2 separate regions of the Pan troglodytes genome follow, and region 2 is linked to region 1. A link is a contact called in public HiChIP or PLAC-seq data. All regions are on one chromosome and are shown on one strand. The core of a region is the stretch at or near the end of the contact, and the rest is flanking DNA. Distances in the headings are between cores, read along the strand shown. Region 1 overlaps FZD1 (frizzled class receptor 1). Region 2 has its middle 250 kb from the start of MTERF1.

The links. HiChIP or PLAC-seq counts read pairs in DNA pulled down with a chosen protein or histone mark.
Region 2: an H3K4me3 HiChIP or PLAC-seq map of stem cell-derived excitatory neurons shows a contact between it and region 1, with 13 times the contacts expected there. The contact joins two enhancer-like sites. A contact is called at or near these places in 1 of 7 Hi-C or Micro-C datasets (stem cell-derived neural progenitor cells) and 1 of 1 datasets of contacts at active chromatin or transcription factors (stem cell-derived excitatory neurons).

The regions. Positions count from the first base shown.
Region 1 is chr6:100,644,595-100,652,007 of NHGRI_mPanTro3-v2.0_pri, reverse strand. FZD1 (frizzled class receptor 1) reads right to left here. Exons shown (of 1, transcript XM_016945222.4): 1 at 1-7,413. The coding sequence starts at 3,474. The coding sequence ends at 1,543. Among named protein-coding and RNA genes, the nearest start is that of FZD1, 6.1 kb to the right of the region's middle. Within about 2 kb of position 3,942, at least 21 of the 24 cell types and tissues checked have an H3K27ac peak or open chromatin away from gene starts, as enhancers often do. A contact at or near this core is called in stem cell-derived excitatory neurons, where this site is marked.
Region 2 is chr6:101,006,362-101,013,774 of NHGRI_mPanTro3-v2.0_pri, reverse strand. No RefSeq gene overlaps it. Among named protein-coding and RNA genes, the nearest start is that of MTERF1, 250 kb to the left of the region's middle. Within about 2 kb of position 3,939, at least 1 of the 24 cell types and tissues checked has an H3K27ac peak or open chromatin away from gene starts, as enhancers often do. A contact at or near this core is called in stem cell-derived excitatory neurons, where this site is marked.

The DNA of each region.
Region 1 (7,413 bases), core at 2,693-5,192:
GTAGACCTGCACACATTTTCCCTTTAGCATGCATGCCCATATTTTGTTTATTTCAGGCGCTATCTCCCCGTCAATTATTCCACCTTCTTTACCTCCTGAAATCTTACCAGGTTATTATTGATGGTGTGAATTGTTCCTCCCTCAGAATGTGCTGCTGAATAATAATCGTAATAAAATGTTGAAAGTGTACAACTTTTACATTTTAAAGTTTCTGATATATGTCTAGTTATTTGATTAAAAATAAGAAAATAGCACTTCATTTTGAGGAAGTCCATGACACTGAAATATCCTTCAAGTTTTCAATTTCTGTTTACGTTTTGCTGTCTTGTTAAGGAAAGCAAACATCAACTACTTAACAAAGCTTTCCAGGTGACCTCAACATTTCCATTTTACAGACCGGTAAAATCTAAGCGCAGGCTGTCTCATTCTCAAAGGCAGGTTGCCAGGCATCCGTATGCAATTAGAATTAACATTTTATAACCCATATCTTCAGTCTCTTCCAACCCACACAAAGCTTCATGCTTCTTCCCAAATCTCAGTAACCACATCTTTCCATGACGCTGGCCAAACCCATACCAGGTTTTAGACACTAGAGAATGAAATGAGCTCACCCCTCAAAAATTAGACTTCAAAAAGTTTGGCATTGGTTATCTCACTCACCCTGTAACCAACTAAGGTGGGAGAAGGGAGTGTCTGGGCGTTGAAGGTGACCGTGGAGGGAGGCTGAGACTGCCAGCGCCCACACCCGTGGGCCCCCATGAAGTTGGAGGAAAGTTCTGGACAGTTAAAAATCCATCTTCAGGAAGTCGAAGGGACGGGCCTTCGCAATCCACCGCCGAGCAAGGGAGGAATTGTAATGTATGGGGGCCCACCTCCAGATCTGGAAGGTTTGTGGAGTTCTGTACCTTAAGAGCCCCTACCTCAAGCCAGGAAAGAAAGGGAGGGGACAGAAGGAGGGGGAGGGGGCAGAAGGAGGAGGCGGGAAGTGACCCTGGCAGCGCAGCCCTAGTCGCACCCCGCAGTGCTGAACTCGCCCCGGAGCTGGCGCCCAGCCGTCCCGAGCACCCGCGGTAGGGAGAGGCGCGCGAGGACGACCAGGAGCGCTGTGCGGTTGCACTCCAGTTTTAGCTCCTTTGCAATACTCCGAAAAGGGCAAGAAGGAAAAGCCTCAAATGGTTAAACCGCCCTAAATAATTAAAAACTTTTGAAAAAGAAAAACGCGTGATCGGTCGTCATTTAAATACAAATATACTTACAAAAATCTTACACAGGCTATTTACAATCATAAAAGCGAACAGTCCTGGTACCAGAGTGTGAGGGCAAGAGGTCTGTCCATCCTCCCTCTGGCAGTCGGGCCCTCGTGTCCTTTTGCCTCAGGGACGGAAGCTTTTGCAGGAGCTGAGTTGTTCAAAGGAGCCTGCGAAAGAGAGTTGTCTAGTGAGGAAACCTCGAGATGTCAGGATTGGCACGAACTCCACGGCGCTGGCTTTGGGGGATCGCTGCGCCCCGGCCGAGGCCTGGGCATGGGCTGAGCCCCGGGTCTCAGACTGTAGTCTCCCCTTGTTTGCTGTTGGTGAGCCTCGTGTAGAACTTCCTCCAGGAGTTGAGGGTCTTGCCGGACCAGATCCAGAAGCCCGACGTGATGCCCACGATCAGCGTCATAAGGTACTTAATCATGAAGACCGTGAAGTCCGGGCTCATGGGCGGGTGCGGCGGGGCGCCTCCGCCCGCCTGGAGGTGAGGGCAGGGGATAGCGTAGCTCTTGCAGCTCTGGGCCACCCAGCTGCGTTCCCACTGGTCCCGGAAGGCCTGCTCGTAGAAGTAGCAGGCGATGACGATGGTGGCTGGCACAGTGTACAGCACGCTGAAGACGCCAATGCGCACCATGAGCTTCTCCAGCTTCTCGGTCTTGGTGCCATCGTGCTTCATGATGGTGCGGATGCGGAAGAGCGACACAAAGCCGGCCAGCAGAAAGGACGTGCCGATAAACAGGTACACGAAGAGGGGCGCCAGCACGAAGCCACGCAGCGCGTCCACGTTGTTAAGCCCCACGAAGCACACTCCGCTCAGCACATCGCCGTCCACCTGGCCCAGCGCCAGGATGGTGATGGTCTTGATGGCCGGCACAGCCCAGGCGGCCAGGTGAAAATACTGTGAGTTGGCTTCGATGGCCTCGTGGCCCCACTTCATGCCAGCCGCCAGGAACCAGGTGAGCGACAGGATCACCCACCAGATGGAGCTGGCCATGCTGAAGAAGTAGAGCATCATGAAGAGGATGGTGCAGCCCTCCTTCTTGGTGCCCTGCGCCACAGTGCGTGCCCCGTCCTCGGCGAACTTGTCATTACACACCACTCGGTCTTCCAGGAGGAAGCCGGCGATGTAGGCCACGGCCACGGCCGTGTAACAGCCGGACAAGAAGATGATGGGCCGCTCCGGGTAGCTGAAGCGCCGCATGTCCACCAGGTACGTAAGCACCGTGAAGAGCGTGGAGGCGCAGCACAGCACTGACCAAATGCCAATCCAGGTGCGCGAGAAGCGCAGCTCCTCGGGCCCGAAGTACATGAGCCCATACACCTTGGTCGGCTCACAAGGTGCGCCGCAGTCCTTCTCCCCCAGGAAGTGGTAGTTGAGGTAGGAGGGCACCTTGAGGGCGCGCGGGCAGGAGAACTTTCCTCGCTCCGACGCGCCGGCGCCCCCCGGGAAGCCGCCACGGTGCCCTCCGCCGCCGTGCTGAGGGTTGCTGGTCCAGAACTCTGGAAGCAGCGAGGGCGTCGGGGTGCCCTTGTCGGACGTGTTCTGGCCCACGCACAGCTCGCCGGCGCCGTGCACCGGGAACTTCTCGCACTTGAGCGTGTCTGGCCACTGGAAACCGAACTTGTTCATGAGCGCCTCGCAGCCCTGGCGCGCGCGCTCGCACAGGGAGCGGCAGGGCGGCAGCGCCTGCTCTAGCACGGTGCACACGGGCGCGTACATGGAGCACAGGAAGAACTTGAGCTCAGCGGAACACTGCACTTTCACTAGAGGGTAGAACTGGTGCACCTCCAGGCCCGCGTCCTCCTGGTTCGTGTGGCCCAGCAGGTTGGGCATGATGGTCTGGTTGTACGCGATGTCCGTGCACAGCGGGATGGAGATGGGCTGGCAATAGCCGTGGTCCGGGATGGAGATGCCCCGCTCGCCGTTGTACTGCTGCCCGCTCTGTTGCTGCTGAGGCGGCGGCGGCGGTTGCTGCCCCGGCCCGGGCCCCTGGCCCGCCGCCTGGGCCCGGACCCCCAGCAGCAGCGGAGCCTCCAGCAGCCAAAGCAGCAGCAGCAGCTGGCGCGCCAATCGCCGGGGGTCAACTGGGGGGCGGCGGCGGCCACCGGCGTCCCCGCTGCCCTCCTCCGCCAGCCGGGCCGAGAGCGCCCCGGCACAAAGTTCCCAGCTCGCGCCACCGCCGGCGGCCCGGGACTTCTTAGGCGCCTCCTCCTCAGCCATACTTTCTCGGCTCCTCTCTTGGCGCCGCTCCGCTGGGGCTGCCAGGGGCACGGCCGGCGGCGGCTCCCCCTGCGGCCAGGGAGACCTCTGCGCCGGTGCCCTCCGTCGAGCCCAAGCCGCTTTCGGCCCGCTCCCCCGGCTCCTGTTCTGCGTACCGCAGCCGCCGCCGCCGCGGAAACTTGCGATTCATGAAGCGCGGGCGGCGGGGAGAACCCGGGTGGCTCGGGCGCGCCGGGGTCGTGTCCCGCCTTCCTGGCCCTCGGCTCGCTGACTCCCGGCTGGCGGCGCCGCGCTAGTGGCCGCGGCCCCGTAGAGAGCGCAACTCTCCGCAGCCCAGCGGGCTCGGCTCCCCCCTGCGCCTCCGCCTCCTTCTCCGCCGCCGCCGCCTGACCATTTGTGTCAATCCCTCAACTCGCTCCCTCTCCTCTGCCTCGCGCGCCCTCGGACCGGTTTCCAGGCGCCCCGCAGTCTGTCTTTCACCAGGAGGGAGGAGCCTTGAAACCGACGCAGAACTGGAGGCTCAGGGACCGTCGCCCAATCGCGGCTCCGGCTTCCCGGCGCAAAGGGAGCCGGCCGCCTCCTCGCCAGAGCTAAAGCCAGCGGCAGGCGGGCGGGGTAGGAGGAGGCGGGAGGAGGAGGAAGTAGTAGTGGTGGCACTACTCAGGCACAAAGAGTAGGATTGCTCTGAAGCGGGACAGGCTTGGTTGCTTTTGCTTTTTCAGAAGAAAAAGGCGAGGATACGTAGGAGAATGGTCCCATATGCTGCTGGAGATAATGAATAGGAGTCAGAGGACCGCGGGACTTCGCTTTTCTTTTCTTTTATCCATTGTCATGTTTAAAAATCCTGCTCTTAACGCTGGTTACCAACAGCAAACCGGGTTCTGCTTCCAGAACAGATGCCTTTGACTTAAGGAGCGCACGGTTTCCTTTGAGTTTGTGTCTGTCGAGGTTTTGTTTAAAATATTACATTAATAAATCCTCCAGTTCGCAAGCTGGGCTTGGCGGGCTTTGGTCGCGCCATTTCCCCAGAGGAGACGTTCACGGGATCGCTGTCAAATGAAACAAAACACAAACTTTGATGGAATTTGGAAAGTAAAGCCAGATGCGCCTTCTGCTACTATCATTCTTCTTGGAGTCAAACTCCTTTTTTTCCGCCTCTTTAATCAAGTCAGAAACAGAAGCAAAAGAAAACTATCCATTAAATTTTTGGAGAGAAAAACTTAAGAACCCGACGACCGAGGCAGTGGGGGCGCCTCTCTGGGATCGTCCTCGCCGCTCCAGACCGCAGAGGTGGCGCCGGCGGGAGCTGCACTCGCCGGCAGCCTGGGCCCTTGGGGAGCCTTTCTAAACCCTGGGGACGCCCACGGCTCCGATGGGAACTCCTGGGACCTGGGCCATTTAGGTTCCACAGGCTGGGCTGCAGAGCTGGAGACGCCAGTTTAATAAACAAAACAAACAGTCTGAAAGCAAACAGCGAACTGCACATTCTCTTCCTAATTCCAAAACAACATAATCCGTCTCAACAGACGCACATTAATGTTGTTTTCCTTGTAAGATTATTTTAAATGATGGTTTGACTATGTAATTCAGTTTTATAAGAAAAGTGCCATTGGACTATTAATTCTTCAATTTTTTTTTTTTTTTGCCTGTGATCAGACTCTATCTCAGCGTACTTTTCACCTATTACTTTCTATCATTCATTTACACATTCATTTGTTTAATAGATACCAACCACCCATTGTGCTATAAGCACTCTTAGGTCGTAGAGTATAAAATGAAGGAGACCTGTGCCAGCCTTAGAGAGGGGCATAGTACAGTGAGGCACAGAAATGCAAATCACTTGTTACAGTGTCCATCCCAAAGCCAAAAAGGCACATAGAAAGCAACCAGCTCAGATGAAATGGGGTTCTGACGGAGAGGTAGGTGCAAGGTGCAAAAGATTAAAGCTCAAATTCACTTGAATTGCTGAAGGGGGCCAGAGAGGTGAGTGTAGCTGAGGCACTTTGAGGGGAGGCAGGAGAAAAGGTTTTAATCCAGACTAAAACGTTTGGGCCAAATTATACAGAAAATAGAAAACTATTGAAGGTCACTTTCCCCATATAAGCAGGGAGTGATTTCAGGGTGACTGAAAGAGGGCACCTGAGGCAGGCTGTCATTAGGAAGCTTTAACATTCATCTACACATAAAGGTTACTACTTAGATGGGTGTTACTTGTACTACATGCTAACAAGTCTCTGAGAATTTCACTACCCAGCATGTTGGTGTCTATAAAGAAGGTGCAGTCATATCTTTACCTGCTAAAGCAAAATGACATCTGTTTGTCTCAGATACATATGTTATTGTTTTTCAAATGTTTATATAAGCAGTACCTTCATAAAATGCATTTTTGCTTTAAAGTATTTCTGATTGCTAGCATTTTTTTAAAGCAACAGGTACTAAATGTACAATTATGTGAGCATGTGTACGTGTGTTGACTGTAATTTATGACACATTTTGATATTGAAAAGGAGGTTGGGAAGCACAGCTCTCTGAAGTCCTTTGAACCGTTCAATAAGTGTTCATTTTCACTCTAGCATCCTGGCCCCCAGGCTCCCAGGGACACTTTTTCTCTAGCCTTTCCACTCTGATGCTCATTCCTCTGCTGATAGTATCCCATGTTTAGGAACTTTATCAAGCCATCTCTCTCCTATCACTCCTGTCTTGGAAAGATTTAACCTGTCTTGTGTTCTATTCTCTGAAGTCATTCGAGCTGACTAGGCTGAGTGAAACGTGAATTTATTCTGATGTGTTAATTACCAAGAAGCATCACATGTGTTAAACATCCATCCATCCCTACCATCACTCCAAATCCTTCTCCTTCTCCCCTAAGGGGTTGGGGCACAGAGATATGGCAGAGCACTCAGTTCTGTTTCTCAGAGTAGAAGACACTCTCTTGCTTCAAAAGTTGTTCTACTGAAATTCTTGAACTTGTTTTATGTTTCACCTGACAGTGAAGTTTACTACGAGGAGGCTCAGAAGTACAGCTAGAGTTAGAGAGAGAGAGAGAAAAAATGTCATTCTTACCAGATTATGAAACTGGAAGCAACCAAAAATGTCATCTAGAAATGAGTTAATTTTCTGCAATCTACAATTAAGAATATTGGACCCAGAAATATTAAGGGATGTGCCTCACTTTAAATGGCCCTATTTGGCTTGAATTTCATTAGAAGCTTATTTTAATCCTTCTATGTTATTTTAAGTAGCTATAGTTCTTTTTATCTTTTTTTAAAAGTTAGTTTTCTGTGGAAGTTCTCCCTCATAGAATGTATAAATAAAAGACCTTATAACATTTTAAAAAAATCATTTTCTGAGAGTTGTCTTTCAAAGTTAAAAAAAACCAACAAACTTGATTTTCATTTATTATACAAATACAATATTTAATTTATCAAAACTATGTAATACAGAGGAAGGTACTAAAATCAGAAACAATTCCGAGTTTTAGTCAGTAATAACCAGGGTCATGAAAGGAGGTCTGTTGGGGGAGGTAATGAAGGCAATGGGTAACAAAATATTAGAAGACAAATATGAGCAGTGTATTTTAACAGAGTATAAAATGTAATATTTTCTCAAGATGTGGAAAAGTTTGAGATCCACAGATAAAAATTACTAAGTAAGTATGAACTATTATGAACTTGGTAATAAAAATATTTCAGTTAGGTCAAAACTATAAAAATAACCCAATTCTTCCTTGATACTGCTTTGTCAAGCATCAGACTCAGTCAAGTTTTCTTATATCAAAGATCTTGTTTTATCAGGCCTTTCCCAAATCTTCTGAAGTTTCTCCAGACTGCTTATGTCAGGTTGAATGTGGATAATTAGCAGGGATGGAGATCCAGTTCCAATTACATATAGTTGAGTGTACACAGACACACAGGCAGTTAGGTGAACGCTCCATGTGCA
Region 2 (7,413 bases), core at 2,690-5,189, 360 kb before region 1:
AGACCTGGGTTTCCAGGAGTCTGGGATGACTGACATTTGATGCTGACTTTGTGCTGGGCTATTTGAGGGGAATTTAACAATGGAGAAAAATGTGAGAGGGAGCACTTCATGTGGGGAGAGCCATGCTGTGTAATATGGCTTTGTCAGGAGCCCATTTCCGGATGTTACCTGTGGTGTTTGCACAGCTGTTCTGTCATTGTACTCCTTGGCAGCCTGAAGGCTGATTTCCTGGTGAATTTTCACCTAATTTCCTTTGCATCTGCCTTATAAGTGATAGTTTCATGTCTGAACTTTAAAAATGGCATCAGCCAGAATGCTGATTTATTAATTTACAATGAGAAATGTAATCATTGGGTGGACTGGGTACTCCAGTTTCTTGTCCAGTATGTGCTTTCCCTGCAGGCAAATGTAAGTGGGAAGCCAAATTGTCATCAGAAGGTGGCTTGGTGAGCATGGAATCAGGCCAGGGGAGTTAGGGATGAGATTTGGCATTCCCTTGCTTTTTTATTCTTTGGGCCAAGCAGCGCCGAGCAGCATAGACTGGCAGCACGTGCTGGCTGCCTCTGCCTCTGCTACTCTCCCTGACCTGCCATTGCCTCCTCTGGCAAACTCAGCAAGCAGGACTCAGCTCAACCATCTCTGCCTCGGAGAAGCCTTTCTTCATTTCCCCAGACAGAGGAGGTCTCTCTTCTTCCTTACCCCTGTGGTACTTTATGCTAAGTATGTATTTGGCATCCTGTGTTTTGGTTATTTATTTACTCACCTGTCTTCTCCACTGAACTCAGAGAAACTTAAGTGAAGGGATTTAATTGTGTTTACTGTATACAATGCAAGTGGTCAGTGTTCAATAACTACTAACTGCTTAATAGAAGTTATCATTATGGTAATTCACATTACGGTGGGGGTTTATGTATATTTGTTTTTGTTTTTGCTTTATGTTTTAATACACTTTCCAATAAGTTGCTCATAAGACATGATCTTACATTGCACTAATAGCTATGAGGTGAGATAGGCAGGTAGGCACCAGTATCAGATGACAACATACTTAGAGGTTAAGTGATTTGTCAATCAATTAAAGGCACTTTCCACCAAACCTGCTTATCTTGAGAACTGGGTCTCCTCTCCCCTGAGTTCTCCCTGTTCTTGCCCTGCGGGTTGATACTTAACGGCTTAAGCCTTTCTCCCACATCCTTAGTTTTCCTCTTTCCTCCTCCTTAGGAGCCTGGAGCTCTCTGGGTGCTTGGTATTCTCTCTTTAAAAGGAGCTTCCTTCTCAGCCCTGTCTTACTGGGGAGGATTCTGCACTTGAAAATCCTGCTCTTCCCTCTTTGAGCACCCATTTTCTCCTCATGCATTTCCCTTCTAATTTCCAGGTCAAACTCTGATTCCCTCAGACATTTAGTCTTGTGAAGAAAGCAATGTGATTAAATTTAATTTACACTAAGATGCTAATAACATCCTCAGGGTATTTGCATATTAAGATTTTAAGAGTGAATTCCTTTAGCAATGTTCTGAAAGCTGGCTACATGTTACCATGTTGGCATTTCTCTCTCCCTCTGTGTCTCCACACACACACACACAAAAACACACACATTTAATTTTGTGCGCACACACACATTTAATTTTGTTTACTCCGTATTTGGTAAAATTTCCTGGGCCTTTAGAAGCTATTTCTTTTTTTATGTTTTTAAAAGAAATTTCTATACTTTGCAGTCCAGATGCTACCATGAATTTCTTCAGACCATCAGCAACTAGTCATTATAACCTTTGGGGAGATACAGTGCTTCACCAGTGAGTCATTAGCTTTTGGGCCTAGAGAACAAATCTGAAGGACCTTTTCATATCTTATAATTAAATACATTCTGCAGCTTGCAGATAAACATGCTGATCTGACAGCGAGTTAAGGAGGTTTATCAGCATTTGTGCACCTGCAGTGTTACACTAAAAGACACGACTTCATTAAAACTCACTGTGCTTGTGAGAACAATGAGGACTGGTGGTAGGTGTTAAAAAGAAAGACACTACTAGATGGCGGCCTTAAGCTCATCTTTGAAGGGATGAACTCATTCTATCCGACATGTCCAGCTGTGCAAACAGCAGCACCGAGTGAGCTGCAGTTAGCTTTACTAATACATAGGATTAGAACAGAGGCTGGGCCACATACAAATGATGCGAATGCTTAATATACTTGAACACTATGAATGCTGCACAGAGGGGGAATAAGAGCCCCAGAAGTGACAGAAGATATTTTGCTAACTGTCATAAAAAAGAGTATGTTAGGGCCTTCTAGGAACATTTCTCTTGCTGGTGACTTTTGCCTTTTGAGGCCAGTGTTTTCTTAGATGAAAAAACAATACAAAACATCGATCTCTCAAAAAACTTCACAGGGAAATAACAAGGGTTGCCACAGTTACCATTGTTCTCTCATAAAATTCCAGAATGAGAAAACCGTGGGGTGTGTGTGTGTGTGTGTGTATGTATGTATGCATCTGTGTGTGTATGTGAATGTGTATTTGGGCTTCATCTGCAATAGCAACTTAAGCTCAGAATAAGTGAATGGGTTGTCAAAGTGGGCATTAGCAGTGAGAGACCAAGAGTCTGGACAACAGGGATTCAGTGATTGGGCTAGAAGACCCAGTCATGAAGGACTAGAAAGTGGGTCAAAGGAAGCACAACTCAGGTTCTAGAAGCCTTGGCAATGGATAGAAGCAACACAGGCCTAGGAGCAACACAGACCTTGATACTGATGCTAATCTCGTCTGAGGAAGTGTTAATGGGAGTGGATTCTTTATATGCTTCCTGTCCTTAGTGAGAGCTGTGGGTAGGCTGGGTAGAGCTGAACCAAGCTCCTTCATGGGCAGATGAAAGGGAGGTTGCAGTGGGAGGGAAACCAGCAAGTCCTGAACACTTAGAGACCCATCCCCAACCCTCACAGCACTGCTGTAAGAACTGCAGAATGAAGGACTTCATAACATCTTCTTCCTTATTTCCCTAAGATTTGAAAATGCTAGTTATCCTTAAAAGTTTTCTGAGTAGTGCAAAACATACATAGGTTTATTTCTCTCATAGTATTAGGAGCTGAATATTATAAGTTCCTATGTTCCAGGACCTTAAATGAATGGATCTCTTTGCGAGGTGTCCTGAAACATTATTCTACCACATTTGGCTCATGCAGTCAGAAGAGCCTTTAATATAATACACATAAGTGATCCCAGGAGACCAGGAGTACTTCTGACAATTTCATTGCAGTCCATAATTACACTTTTCCTTATTTTAGTCATGTTTCATGAAACTTATACTATCTCTTTGTCCTTTGCCAGAATGTATGGCAAGAGCTGAAACAATCTGTTTTTTAAGAAAGTTTACTTAGGTAAGATGTGATCATAAGTCAGAGCCAGAGATGAAGTAAAGGACATAACTCCATGTTGTAAATAATCACAGTGGTCTTTTTGGAAACATGAGTAAATTATCTTGTGTAACAACATATTTGCATATTTAGCATCTCTAGATAAACTATAAACTCCTTTAAGAATGCTATTTGCTTCTTTTATATCTCCTATCAATGTAACACAATGTTCAACATGGTAAATGTTCACATTCAGTTACAACTGGTAAATATAAATGAGAAACCCACATAACTAACACACTATGTAAATATGCTCATGAATTTCTCTAAATCATCTCACACTTAGTCAACTCCTTTGGCAATATATCTAGACCTGCCTATTTCATGCATTGCAAGCAATAGAGGTCAGGAATTATTGGCATGTTGGTCAATAAGTTACTGAAGTTAATCTTCATTTAATGAATCATCAGCAAGGGAGCTACACAGATGACAAGTGTTCAATTTTCAGAAATCTCTTGCCCAATCTGTCTCTCTTCCTTCTGTCTTCCTAATTATTGATTTGATGTATGAGCCCCTCCTCCCAATCCTTCAGCCAGCACCCTTGAGAGTTCAGCCTTTTAAAGATGTTCTCATTAGAGTCAGTAATTCGCCATGGCATATTATATACTACCCTGAATATCTATAAAGCTGTTCTTTCATGTTGTACATCCTGGGGTGCTCAAATAATTAATTTCACTAGCTATAAAGAACAATACCTTCTATTGTGAGTGGTAAAAATGTACTATACACAGAGCCAATTGTATGGACATGGCTTGGAGACAAGCTCTGCTGGAGAGTTTCTCAAGAGGATTTTAATGTTGAAGATAGGTAGTTCTGTTCTTGGACCGATATGAAAGCATAAAATAAAGTATAAATGTTCTTTGGAATTAGTCAATTACCAATTGGTCCAAATAATTTCTTTGGGCATTTTTTTCTCTTTCCTCTAATTTCTAAGAGTAAAAATAGTTTATTTAGTATCATTGAAAACTCTTGCTTGGAATAAAGCATTCCAAAGACATAATACCAAGACTCAGGAGAAAATACCAGTGTCTGTTTCTCACAGTCTGATTCAGAACTGTTTAGATTTTAAAACAGGTATTTGTATGAATGCTAAAGACTTTTTAGTTAATTAATATTAATAAAGGCCAGTCATATCCCAATTTAGTTACCTAAAGAGGGGAATAACAATATGCACATTAACATTTTAATTACTGCTAAGTAAAATAAGGACTTCAATTTAGTTTGTGGGAAATCAGTAACAATTTAGATAAATTAAAAATTACCTTTTAAACTTTTGTAGTATAATTAAGAGTCAGGGGTCTCAGATTCAAATTGTAGCTCTGCCAATAACTAAATAGGTGGCCTTGAGTTAAGTCATTTCAGTTAACCTGGCCTTGGTTTCTTCAGTCCTATAAAATAGAGATTAGTTCCTTCCAGTTCTAGTACTCTATGTTTCTTTCTATGATCATCACTTAGACCTCCAATGAATAAATCACTCACTCCACTGGAATAGAAACATTAAGTAGCAATCTTTCTTTTTTCCTTGAATAAATTCTGGGCAAAAGGTATTTATGGGAACAAAGAAATGGATGAATTATTTTCAAAACATATATGTTCCCTTAGATGGAAGAGTTCCTGGGATGAAATTTTAGTTTTATAGGAGACTGGCTTAGGAAACCCAAGACAGAATGTATATCTATTCATTTCTAGGTCATAGTGTGAAAACTTCCATTTGGAAATCTGGGAGCAGTTCTTAAGTCAAAAAACAGACCTGGAATCACAGTATCCATACATACCAGTTGGAGGACAAAAGACATTGCCCCAGAGACCAGAGGCACCAAAATACACTGCACCTAGCTACCTGAGAATGCCTCTAGCTGGCAACTCCAGCAAAGGCCCTTTTCCCCATCCTTGACCATCTTGAGTGAAAGCAAAGAACTGAAAGATTGAAAAATCTGAGACTGAGCGTTCCTTCCTAGAGAGACTCGTACCATATCAACCAGATTGGATATGTATTTATTTTTCTTTTCTGCCATTCAGCATGTGGCAAAGACCCATTTAGTTATAAACAAAATAAAAGAGGTTGTATTTATAAAATTTTGCACGTCTAAGTTGTAGTATGTATTAAGTTTGTATCTTTGTTATATGTGATTCCCTGCTGTGGCCCAGCAGACAATATAAACACTGTATTTTATAGACCCCAAATTTAATACTGGAATCTTAAGCAAACAAAGTCTTTCTCACACATTTTATCGTATTTGTCACTAAAAGTCCTTTGTCTCCAGAACATCAATCTGGGTACTGTTCCTAAGAACCCAATTGGTACAACTTTTTGGAGTTAATAAAATTGTGTTCCCACTGGTTTCCATTGCTGTTTTGTGCACAATTCCCCACTGAGTATTTGATGAATTTCTACTCCTTGGGGGCCCCATTTTTTGTGTGAGTTTGCTGAGGATCCATGCGTCTTGTCACAGGGAGGAAGATGATTTCCTCTGATAACATTCCCCTGGTACCTGAGGAGCTTATCACAGCCCTTTATTTGGCTGTTTCTGTTATGTTGGCATGCGTCCAGAGCAATGGGAAAGAAAAGGTTGTGCTTTTACAGGGAACATTTTATTCCCTCTTGGGAAAAGTGAACATAACTCAATGTCAGGAAGGGAAATTTTTCATTCAGATAAAGAGAATGAACATCCGCCTACCTCTTTTAATAGTTAAAACACATTTACGGTCCGTTTGTATTTTGTTTTCTTGAAGAGCTCAAATTATTTTAGAAAATCTGATTTCTTGAAACCAGACCTGCACCAGCTTGTTTTGTGTGTGAAGAGGGACTATTTTTCATTTCTCAAGAGACCTGTGTGGTGAGGGGGGCCAAGATGGTGAGGTCAGGTTGGATATGGGTGGGTGGGGGAAGATTTCTGAAATAAAGAACCAAAAACTGGGTGCAAGCTGGACTTTCTCCCTAATGAGAGAAGCCAAGAGGGGAATGAAAATTATTAAAGATTGATCGGGTAAGGCATTTGAACTTATCAATAGGTTTCAACCTATTGGATTGCTGTTAAATAGTCACAAAAACTGCATCCTGATTTTTGAAGGTGATGGATATTGGAAGGGACTTGGGCAAATCCAACCCTGAGTTTACCTTTGTAAATTTATCATTTGTCATTCATTTGAAAATCCCAACTCCTGAATAGAACTGTAAGTCTCCAGAGAGCATAGAGTCTGTGTTTCCTTTTATTAAAAAATGACTTCTTGTTCTATTCCTCAGAGTACCCAGCTTAGCTCTGAGTATGTGCTCAGTAACATTGTAGTTGTCTCAATATATGTATTTTAAATTGACTGCTGTATTATCTAAAGATAGAGACTCACTGGCTCTAATTCAGCAGTTCCTGTGGGCACCAGCGAGGCGCCTATACACTGGATTAAGGACAGTATAATATTTTGCTTTAACGTCTCTGTAATAAAAATTTGTTTGCTGATGATCAAGGCAGAGAAAATTTTTTTGTTCCTTGTTTTCTCCAGACTGGTTTTTGTATGAGTCCAGAATCAAGGATGTCTCTTGTTGCGGAGACTACTGAGAGGTGACAGTGTGCTGGCAGTCCTCACAGCTCTCGCTCGCTCTCGGCGCCTCCTCTGCCTGGGCTCCCACTTTGGCGGCACTTGAGGAGCCCTTCAGCCCACCGCTGCACTGTGGGAGCCCCTTTCTGGGCTGGCCAAGGCCAGAGCCGGCTCCCTCAGCTTGCAGGGAGGTGTGGAGGGAGAGGCGCGAGTGGGAACCGGGGCTGCGCACGGCGCTTGCGGGCCAGCTGGAGTTCCGGGTGGGCGTGGGCTTGGCGGGCCCCGCACTCGGAGCAGCCGGCCGGCCCTGCAGGCCCTGGGCAATGAAGGGCTTAGCACCCGGGCCAGTGGCTGCGGAGGGTGTACTGGTTCCCCCAGCAGTGCCAGCCCACCGGCGCTGTGCTCGATTTCTCACCGGGCCTTAGCTGCCTTCCTGCGGGGCAGGGCTGGGGACCTGCAGCCCGCCAAGCCTGA